Linked DNA regions of Mus musculus: region 2 is linked to region 1. The links are chromatin contacts, called in public HiChIP or PLAC-seq maps. All regions are on one chromosome and are shown on one strand. The core of a region is the stretch at or near the end of the contact, and the rest is flanking DNA. Distances in the headings are between cores, read along the strand shown.

Evidence for each region. HiChIP or PLAC-seq counts read pairs in DNA pulled down with a chosen protein or histone mark.
Region 2: a contact with region 1 is called in an H3K4me3 HiChIP or PLAC-seq map of embryonic basal ganglia, with 3 times the contacts expected there. The contact joins the enhancer-like site here to the promoter of Evc2 in region 1. A contact is called at or near these places in 1 of 39 promoter capture datasets (3T3-L1-derived adipocytes), 10 of 115 datasets of contacts at active chromatin or transcription factors (astrocytes, craniofacial prominence, embryonic basal ganglia and 6 more) and 2 of 9 other capture datasets (embryonic stem cells and pancreatic islet).

What each region holds. Positions count from the first base shown.
Region 1 is chr5:37,336,104-37,341,201 of GRCm38.p6, forward strand. Evc2 (EvC ciliary complex subunit 2) reads left to right here and starts at 2,375. Exons shown (of 20, transcript NM_145920.3): 1 at 2,375-2,624. The coding sequence starts at 2,445. Evc (EvC ciliary complex subunit 1) reads right to left here and starts at 778. Exons shown (of 21, transcript NM_021292.2): 1 at 532-778. The coding sequence starts at 690.
Region 2 is chr5:37,766,855-37,771,952 of GRCm38.p6, forward strand. It overlaps Gm40286 (a long non-coding RNA gene), which reads right to left. Exons shown (of 3, transcript XR_868359.1): 2 at 5,063-5,098. Among named protein-coding and RNA genes, the nearest start is that of Gm40286, 4.8 kb to the right of the region's middle. Within about 2 kb of position 2,412, at least 34 of the 459 cell types and tissues checked have an H3K27ac peak or open chromatin away from gene starts, as enhancers often do. A contact at or near this core is called in embryonic basal ganglia, where this site is marked.

The DNA.
Region 1 (5,098 bases), core at 1,125-3,624:
GAAACTCTAGTCTCTTTCTACTCCATCACAGCACCCACCTTGTTGGGTTCTATCCAAATGCTAACTGGAAATATCTATCCTGCTCACCGTTGTGCATTCAAGGCCCCGGGCCAGTTTCATCTGACAGAAAGTCCTTAGCCCACTCCCAGAGGATGTTGTCTGGCAGCTCCAAAGCAAGAAAGAGGGAGTGGGCATTTGGGTGCACACACTAATCTTTCTCTGTCCCCATACTGATCTGGGGCGTAATTGCTGAGATCATGTCCAATCTTCTAACTAAACCAGTGGGCACTGTGGCATAGAAGGGCTTTTGGGCGACTATCTTTCTGTGGTCCCCGGGCCAATGCTCTCTGGCTACTCACTCTATCCCTCCTCCTCCTTCCTCAGAAAGCCCTGATGCTCCTGGAGCAAGAGGTTGCACGCAATCGCAATCGCAGTCAGGAGACGCAAAGCTGGGGGTTCAGGGAATGCAGCCCAGGACTCCGCGGGAAGAAGAGGAGGGCGCTCGATCCTCCCGGCTGCGCTGGAACCCACCTGGAGCCGTGCGCGCAAGTGGCTCGCGCGACAGCCAAGCCACAAGCCAAGGCCTAGGCCGAGAACGCCACCCAGTAGCACCGCGGGGACCAGCAGCGTCGGCGCCGCCTGCAGGGCTTCCCGGCCCAGCTGCAGCCGCGCATCTTTAGTGCAGGTCATGGAGGGCTCAGGCGGGTGACCCGCTGCATCCCGCCGCCGGCCAGGTCCGCGCCTCTGTACCCTTTCCCGCTGCACCCGAGCCGAGGGAGGAGCTTGGACCCGCCGCCCCAAACTTTCAGCCTTTCCGGGCCATCCCTACAGTGCACTGAGCATGCGCAGCCGGGGCGCGCCTTTCAGCCCGAGGACCCCACATGCAAGAGCAAAGGAGCACCCCTCCTCCCAGTCTCCGGAGCAAGCTACTCTTTTGTGATCACTGAGCGTTCAGGTTGCCCTGAGTCCTGAGCTGGCGGCCAGATTAACTCCAGCAGCACCTCAAGGTTGCTGTAGCCTGTCCAATCCGATTCCCGCGCCGCTCCTGGGGCAAGTCGTTCTTCCCTCCGGGATGCTCCGCACCCAACTGATTGAACACTTCTTTTAACCCTGCTTTCTCCCCGAGAAAAATTCTTCTTTATGAGCGAATGTTACATTCGGGCCCCTCTAGAATCCTGACGTCTCTTCATTTTATCCTTCATGGTTCCACGTGGGCAGATTGGGAGCCAGTACTTCAGCCTCTTCAAAGAAACTGTCAGGGGAAGTGTCTCATTCAAGATCTGACAGCTCAGAAGAAGATGGCAATGTCTGTCTGCTCACACCTGTGGCTTCAGGTCACACACCTGTTAAGAGGACCTTCCTGTCCTCGGGGTATCCCTGGGAACTGGAACATCTTCCTGGCAATAGCTTCATGCTGCAACGTAGTGTTGGTTGGATGCTCAGGCCTGACTTTAAAAAACGCACAAGGTCAGGTAGTGGCGTACAGCTGTTATCTCCCGGTCACTCAGGCTATTCAGGAGGCAAAGGCAGATCACCTGACTCATCTCAAAAGGGTGGAGGGTGGGGTGAGGGAAAGGATCCATTAAAAATCAACGCTGCTTATGTTTTGCCTCTAAAGTCACTTGTTAATACTGCCTTAACACTGCTCCAGGATGCCTGGCACTTCTCAAGGGTGCAGTACCTGATGTGAGAGGTTTAGTTAAGGACACTAAGGGCTGCAAACTCCTGGTCTTATCCAGGTCAGGTCAAGAAAGGGATGTGTCATTGAAGGTGTGGAGAGGCTGATACAAGGCTCTCCGGCAGCTGCCCAGCAGGACCGTTCACAGAAGACCCTGTCCCTGGATAAGGGACATCTCTAGAGCCCAGAAGGCAGACTACCCCTTCCCCAGCTCCTCCCTCTGGGCACTCAGGGGAGCCCTAACACCCCTTGGGGGAGCTTTCTGCCCCAGCTTACTCATTGGCCAAGTGATGGCTTCATTGTTGCTGGAGAGGCTGGGCAGGTCCAGCAAGATCCCCAGCCCGGATTCAGACAGTGGGTACTCTGCTGAGACTTCCCCCTGCTCCTTTTTCTGTGACCTTTCTAATGCTTCCCTGAGGTTTTTTAACCTCGCTGAGGTGGTCTGAGGAGAGTCGGGTTCAAACAGCGTCTCTGGGAATTCCTAGTGCTAAGACTGGGCTGAGATCTAGAGAGTCAGTGGGCATTAGTAGAGGCCCTTGTCACCCTTGGGGAAGAAGAGTAGCGGGGGTGATTTGGAGTGAGGCACAGCAAGCGAAGGAGCTGCGCAGCTCCCTCCTACGCAGCTTGCGGCCTCCAAACTCCAGATGCCAGCGTTCCAGAAAACTTTCCAGGCGGTTCGCACTGAGCATGCTCCGCGGCGGGGGCGGTCCCGGGGTCCGGAAGCTCCGCGACTCTGCGGGGCCTGTGTGGGGTCTGTAGCCACCAGATGGGGGCGACGGGCCCCACGGGCGCTGGGGGACGAGCCACGTGGGTGCTGGCTGGGAATATCCTGGCCGCTGCCCTGGTACTGGGCTCGGGTCCGCGTGCACTTCCACCATCCTTCCCTGCCCTGGGCCCAGGGTCACCATCTCGGCCCGGCCCAGCAGGACCCTGGGCAAGCTCGCAGGTAAGGAGAGCTGGAGCTTGTGTCTGTCTCCATCCTCTGAAAGAGTCCTGCCCTGTAGGGCACAAGATCAAGTGGAGGGAGAGGCTGAACTTTTTGCTTGGTGGTGCTTCTAGGTGCGTTCTGCACATACTTGTATCAACGGAACTCCAGAATCGGTGAAGCCTCACGCTTGGTAGCCATAGGCTTGTATGGGTTCGGATCCAGATTCGCACCCTAGCATTTCCATGTCTGAGGGCAAATCACTTTTTATGTCTTCCTTTCTCAGGCCACTGGGACCCAAGTCATCTGAAGCCACCGTATGCACATTAGTTAGGTTAGTTAATGTATGTAGGGGTGCTAATATGGTGAGAGAGCTGGGAAGACTGGGTAGCTTTGAACTGGCCTCCAGTCTACTGGCTGCAGTAGGCCACTGGCCCCGTTTGTAGTAGTTCTAGCATTGGAAAAGCACAGGGTTCCCAGTGCCCCATAAGCCCCCCTCTGCAAGTTAGCCCCCAGCCCTCCTGCCTTCTTCTCAGGATTGGCTTACATACGCTCCTCCCTGCATTCTGCTATCTCTTCGGCTTAGCCATCACTTACTTCTGGCTCTTGGCCACCCTTCCACTCGGTTCCACCCACCACTCTTAATTTGTATCTTATCTTCTGCTAGTCAGCCCACCCACCACTCTTAATTTGTATCTTCTGCTGGTCAGCTTTACCTGTCAGCCTGACCCACCCTAGGATGACCTGGGAAGGCTGTCTCAGTGAGGGATTGCTTAGATCACGTTGGACAGGGCCTGGGCTGGAGGAGGAGGGTTATCTCTATGTGGAAGGCCCAGCCCACTGTGGGCAGTGCCATTTCCTGGGCAGGGGGGCTTTGACTTGTGTAAGAGTAGAGAAAGAAAGCTGAGTACTCGGCCTGAAAGCATTTATTGCTCTCTGCTCTGAAATGTGGCTGTGATGTGACCAGCGGCTTTAAGCTCTTGCCCTTTGGCTTACAGGCAGAATGGATTCTAACTTGAAATTACAAGCAAAAATAAACCCCTTTCTCCTGTAAGCGGCTTTTTGTCAGGGTGTCCCATCACAGCAGCAGAAACGAAGTACAGCCTCTCTTAGTCATTCTGACGATCACATCTGTGCTCACCGCTGCCCTGATTCCTGTCACCATGGCCCTGGGAGAAAATGCAGCTTCAGTTCCCAGGAGGGCCCTGGCTAGTGGCATGGCCTGTTGGAATGGACTCTAGTGTTGCCTGCCCACTCATGACCTGTAGACCCAAGGATTATCACAGGGCCACTCTTGTTGCGAAGACTTAGTGCTTTAAGGGTGATTCTGTTTCTTTTCTGTCGCTTGCTGTCTTAGGTTGTCACTGTATAGTCCATGGACTGCACTTTAAGCCCTGTGGTTGGCATTTTCATGGAGTCCTTTCCCTTACTCCTCCTTGGGAGGTGGCATAAGAGTGGCCCATTTGCAGAGGACAAAATCAAGGCCCTTGAAAGCTGCTCTGACCCTTGCTTATCCTCTTGTGTGTCTCCCACGTCCAGAGCCTAAGTCACTGGCTTCAGATTTTTTCGAACATCTTCCCCCTTTGGGAAGCGCAACGTTCTGATAGACACTTGCTGTTGTCAAGATCAGGTGTCGACTCTGGAGTCTGGAGGAGTGTAACTGTTTTAAAGTAGGTTTTGGGAAGTCCTCAAGGCCATCCAGAACCAGAGCACTTCACTGTCATGGGTCCCTCTGTCCTTGTTGGAGCCTGGACTGAACACCAGTGTCCAGGGGCCTTGGTGCTCCAACTGATTATGTTGCTTGAGTCCTGTTCATAGAGTCAGCACATCTTCACCAATCTGGGGTGTTATAGACAGCCTTGTGAGCTGGGCCCTGGATATTCCTGCCTTGGCCACATATCTCTGTGAGGCACGGGTCTAGTCACAGCCTCTTGGGCCTCAGTTCTGAACAGGGATAGAAAGACTCTCTACTGAAGGTACTAATCAGATGCTCCATCTCTGGTTGTCCAAGCCTTCACTGGCCCCTTTCTCTGCTTCCTTTCCTCATTATGTACATCTAAGAGTCATGTTCTGTATGTGGGGTTGGAGAGATAAATTCCCAATTGCCTGTTGATTAAGTAAGCACTTTGAGAGTTCTCTTGGGCTTTTATTGCTGTGAAGAGACACCATTACCATGGCAACTCTTATAAGGGACAACAGTTAATTGGGGCTGGCTTACAGTTCAGAGGTTTAGTACACTATCATCACAGTGGGAAGCACGGCAGCATGCAGGCTGACATGGTGCTGGACAGAGAGCTGAGAGAGTTCTATATCTGAATCAGCAGACAGCAGGAAGAAAGAGTGCTACTTGGCCTGGCTTGAGCATCTGAAACCTCAAAGCCCACCCCCAATGACACACTTCCTCCAACAAGGCCACACCTGACAGTGCCACACCACAAGTGGGATGAAGGAATTGTCAGGGCTGCTAGAGGAAGAGAGGTAGATAGAAAGACCAC
Region 2 (5,098 bases), core at 1,162-3,661, 430 kb after region 1:
ACGCACAAACACCAACACTACCATCCCACAGATTTTAAATATATATATATGTACATGCTCAGGCGAGCATGTACAATGTGAGTGTGTGTGTGTGTGTGTGTGTGTGTGTGTGTGTGTGTGTGTGTGTGTGTGTGTGTGTGTAATCTCAGTACAGTAATAATCACTCGACAGGGCAAGTCATAGCACCATGAACACCACTACACATCTAGCAGAGCAATTTGCCCACTGATGACACCAGAGCTGAGCCTTGGATCAAATGCAAACACAGCTCTCTTGTCCGCTGGTAAGACTGAAGATGGCAATTGCTTAGGGAAACGGTTTAGCTGTTCCTTTAAAGGTTAAACCTACCACCGTTCACGTGCCTATACCTAAGTATTCAAAGCCACTTTAATAGTCCAAAACTGGAAGGATCTGAGAATCCACCAACAAGAAAATGGAAAAGCAGACTCTGACACATGATCTCTTTGTGCAAGCGGGTGTGCTTGGGAATGAAAAAGAAGAGGCTCTTGATGAACACTCCAGCATAGATGACAATCACAGTAATTACGCTGAGGGAAGGAAGCCAGGCATAAATGAATGCATTCCATATGACTCCAGTTACACAAAGTTCCCTAAGATGCAACATGATCTGCAATGACAGAAAGTCGATCCGTGGTTGTCTAGAGATGGAAAGGAACTGGGAGGAGAGGGAAGAGCAGAGTGGGGAATCTCATAAAGTTGATCTCATCAAAGTTGAGACTGGAATTAGCAGAGTCTGGGAACAGCGGAAGGAAGAAGGATGGAGAAGTTGGTCAGTGGGTACCATGCCACAGTTAGGAGAAAAATGTTCTGATGTTATAGTATACAGCAAGGTGACTAAAGAAAAAGACCACATGATTTATATTTCCAAAAGGCTAGAACAAAGTATTTTTAATTTACTTCAACCACAAAGAAGTGGTAAATGTTTGAGAATATAAACAAAGGTCTAAGTGTGCAGATGTGCTTGCCCTGACTTGATAATTACATGTATGTGGCTATATTAAATATCACACAGGGGCTGGAGAGATGGCTCCATGGTTAACAGTGCTGGCTATCCTTGCAGAAGACGCAGGTTCAGTTCCCAGGATGCCCTGCTTTGGCTCACAGCCATCTGTAAATCCAATTCCAGAGAACCTAACACCGTCTTCAAGCCTCTGCATTTCATGCGCATAGTGTGGATGTACACAAGGAAGCAAAACACTCATCATAAAATAAACTAAATCTGCATTTTTTGAAGAAGTAAATAAATACTTTTTAAACCATCATATGATAGTAAAATAAATACTTTAAGTACTGTTTAGAATATGCAGAAGAAGCTGACCAGCTTGCTCACTGCCCCGATTGTGATCATTGGCCAAGTTGATGCGTTATGTAACCACTTGACAGTGTGGCCTTGCTTTCTTCCACTCAAATGGATGTGTCCATTGATGCTGACAAACTGAGGAAATGCTCTTCTCCTGGAGCCAGGTTTCTTGCAGAAAAAATAGCTGGATAAGAAGACAGAGTGGGGAATCTTGAAGGGTCACCACAGGAGCTGGTAACGATTCTAGAGGCCAGGGGAAGATGCAAGAGACAACATGGAGACAGGAAATAGGTCGTTGAAGGATGGATATATATGAAATTCATGCCACACTCAACACCAGCCAACTAGCCTTGAAGGGATGAGCCTTCTGCCCCAACCTCTGGATTTCTATAGCTGCCTGTGCACACCTCCACCCCATATGCTTTAACCAGTTTCTGTAAGTGTTGCAGACTTGCTAAAGGCCTGAGGTCCCCTCTGCCTGTTTCCTTCCCCTGGAATGTGGAAGGGGCTGAGCTCTGAGCTATGTTATGGAAGTTATGGAAGAAGGAAGATACAGGAGGATACAGGAATGGTAGGGGAAGATGCAGTTCCAGGGGTGGTGTGAGGCTTCCTCTAGGAACTAGGCTTTCAGATTCGAGCTGTCTCTCACCTGCTGGGGAGGCACCATCAGATAAGATCAATGAGGCTTATAGACTAGGAAATCCCTTACTTTTCTCCACCCTTCCGTTTCTCTGGGGCTTTGTGCCTTTCCGAGAAACAGCATCATATACTCCTCTTCAGGGGGAAGCACAAACACAGTAAATAAACAGTACAGTCCAAGCGAGCTCCTCCTCCCTGCCAATTAGCTGCAGAGAAGCAGGATTTTTTTTTTCCTGGGGGCTGGGGAAGAGATCCTGGCCCCAGTGGCCTCCTAGATTCCTGGGGAGAATGGCTCCAGATTTAGGGAACAGCCCCAGGGGTGTGACTGAGGGAGTCTGGGGGAGAACTGGCCAAATAATCAGGGCATTCACTCGGGGGCTTTGTTTGCTGTTTCAGTGCAAATTAGCAATTAGCAGTGCCTGGCATTGGGCCACCTCCCTTCCAAGGCCAACTGGCAGCACGTGTCGTTTTGTTCTTGGCTGGAGACCCACAGACTGGGTGGCAAGAAATAGGCTCTGTGGAGCCAGGACCAAAAGCATTATGGTCCTTTTTACCTAGCAGTCTGCCCCCACTCGGAGGCATCATGCCCAAGAGATCACCCCAACCGACTGCCTTCATTGTGGACAGAGGATGCACTGTGGAGGGAACTTCTGATCTATAGGGGCCTTCACAGAGGAACCGGAACAAAAGAAAATGCTATGCACAGGCCCTACTACCTTTGAAGGGATGGAGCCAAAACCAAACTCTCCTGCCTCAGAATTCTCATAACCAGAGATACTCATACTGGAGCTGCCTGTGAGCCCTGGAGGACTTCAGATACACAAATTACTTCCTATCATTTGCATTTCTAATGACTTCCTGGGGGTGGGAAACACTGATGCAGTGAACCAACCACACTTAGGTGCCCTGAAACATTCCTCATAGCCAGCGCTGGGGAAGTGAAGAAAGGCAAGTTCTTGGGTCCCGCTAGTTGACTAAGCTTGCCACACTGGTGGGGTCCAGGACAGTGAGAGAACCTGTCTCAAAAAAAAAAAAAAAAAAAAAAAAAACAGCATCCTGAGAAACGATACCTGAGGTTGACTTCTGACCTCTGCATCTACAGACAGGTTTACAAACATAAATACATGCATATCCTCAGGCACATAATGGTAGGACTTCACAAAACCAGGGGGGTGGGGTGGGGGATTGAGTTCTAGGATGAGTCAGCAGATCAGCATGGGGAAAACAAGAGAACCAAGGATCCCAGCGAATCTCTAGACACCAAATAAGACAAAGGAACATGTGTCTTTTGAAATAATGCACTAACTCCTTGTGGAGAGCAGGAGGCACAGAATTAAGCAAACTGAAAGGTCCATTGCTGGTTTCCTGAGAATCCATGAAAAAGAATTGGCCTTACAAACGATGGGGACACGGTCCAGGAACCGTAGCTCTTCCTTCAAGGGGCAACCTGCTCAAGACTGATGAAACTCCAGCCTCCAAGGGTTAGAATAGGTTTGAACTTCAAACCTTTGCTTTTGCTGGGGACAGCCCTGAAGCTAGTAGACACAGCAAATAAATCCATGGGTTTCCCAGTTAAATTTGAGTTTCAGATAAGTGATAGGTATGAATTTAGCCTATTTATGGCCCAATCTGTCTCAGTAATGGTCAGAATACATGAGAATACTGCAGAAAGATGGAATCTGATTGCCTTTTCTAGCATTTCTTCTGTCTTGCCATCACTTCCTACTTCCTGCTCCACTTCCTGTTTGTCAATCACAGCTGTACATGGTGTCCACAATAGCTTTACAGCCAGTACATTTTAGCTTCTCCTGTCCCCTTAAGGCACCCAGTTCAACAGGAATCAATACACTCCCCTCCCTCTCTGTCTGCAGATGCCATCTAAGGACCCTGTTTCTGTCTTCTCAGCCCCCCCACCCCCAGGTGATGAAATCCCAACTGTTCTTGGAAAGTGGAGATTTCAGTCCTTCAGGCCCAGGAATGAATGACAGCAGATATGGAAGAAGACCCTTGTGGGAGGGGAACATCGAGGTACCTTCACTCCATAAACACACACAAGGTGGGGTCCAAATTCCTGGGGCTCACCTAAGCAGAGCAGGAGGAATAGAAGCCACGTGGTCATGTGAGAGCAGCCCCCCAACCGCAGCCCAGCTAGGTAATTAAAAGCATGAGGGTCTAGCCCCCACATCCTGACCCAAGACCAGGCACGGGTTAGAACTGCAGCTTTGTTGCTTGGTTTGACTCATTAATTCAATCCAGACACTGAGTTTTTGAGGAATTATAATGTCCTCAGCACTCGGCCGGGGACCACAGAGGTTGGAAAACTCTTAGAATTTGGACTCACAGACCTGGTTCCCAAGAAGGCCTTAGAATCAGCGAAAAATCAGGCTGAGGGCCAGGCTCTGGCTCTGACCTTGGCTGTAAGGTACCCATCCTGCTCTCCCACTCAGAACAGTAGACCTAGCTGAGCACACACAAGTTGAGAGAGGACCTTCTGTACACAGGAAACACCCTTCCAGGACTCCAGCACACAAAACTCCCAGGGAAATGTGTGCACAGTCTGTGGTGGCAATGGGTGAAAAAGAGAATACTGGGTGATGGAAAATATCTTCTGTCCCTAAGCAAGAGATATGCTTCTGTAATGGTGACCCGGTCTCCTGTACTGTCTGGTTTGGTGTGTCAACTTGACACAAGGTAAATTCATCACGGAGAAGGAAGTCTCAGTTAAGGAAGGACCTCCATGAGATCCAGTTGTAAGGCATTTTCTCAGTTAATTAATGATCAGTGGGAGGCAGCCCATTGTTGTTGGCTGGTGACCCTGGGTTCTATAAGAAAGCAGGTTGAGCAAGCCATGGGGAGTAAGCCAGTAAGCAACACTCCTCCATGGCCCCTGCAGCAGTTCCTATCTCCAGGTTCCAGCCCTGCATGAGTTCCTGTCCTGTTCCTCCAATCTGGAAATTTAAGCCAAAGAAACCCCTTCCTCACCAATTGGCTTTTTGGTCATGGTGTTTTATAGTAGCAATAAAAATCCTAACTATGATTTCTCCTTTCTGTCTCTGTGATAAAATGCTGACCAGAAGCAACTAAGGAGAAGAAAGGGCTTACCTGACTTACCAGCTCAGGCCATGGTCCATCATTGAG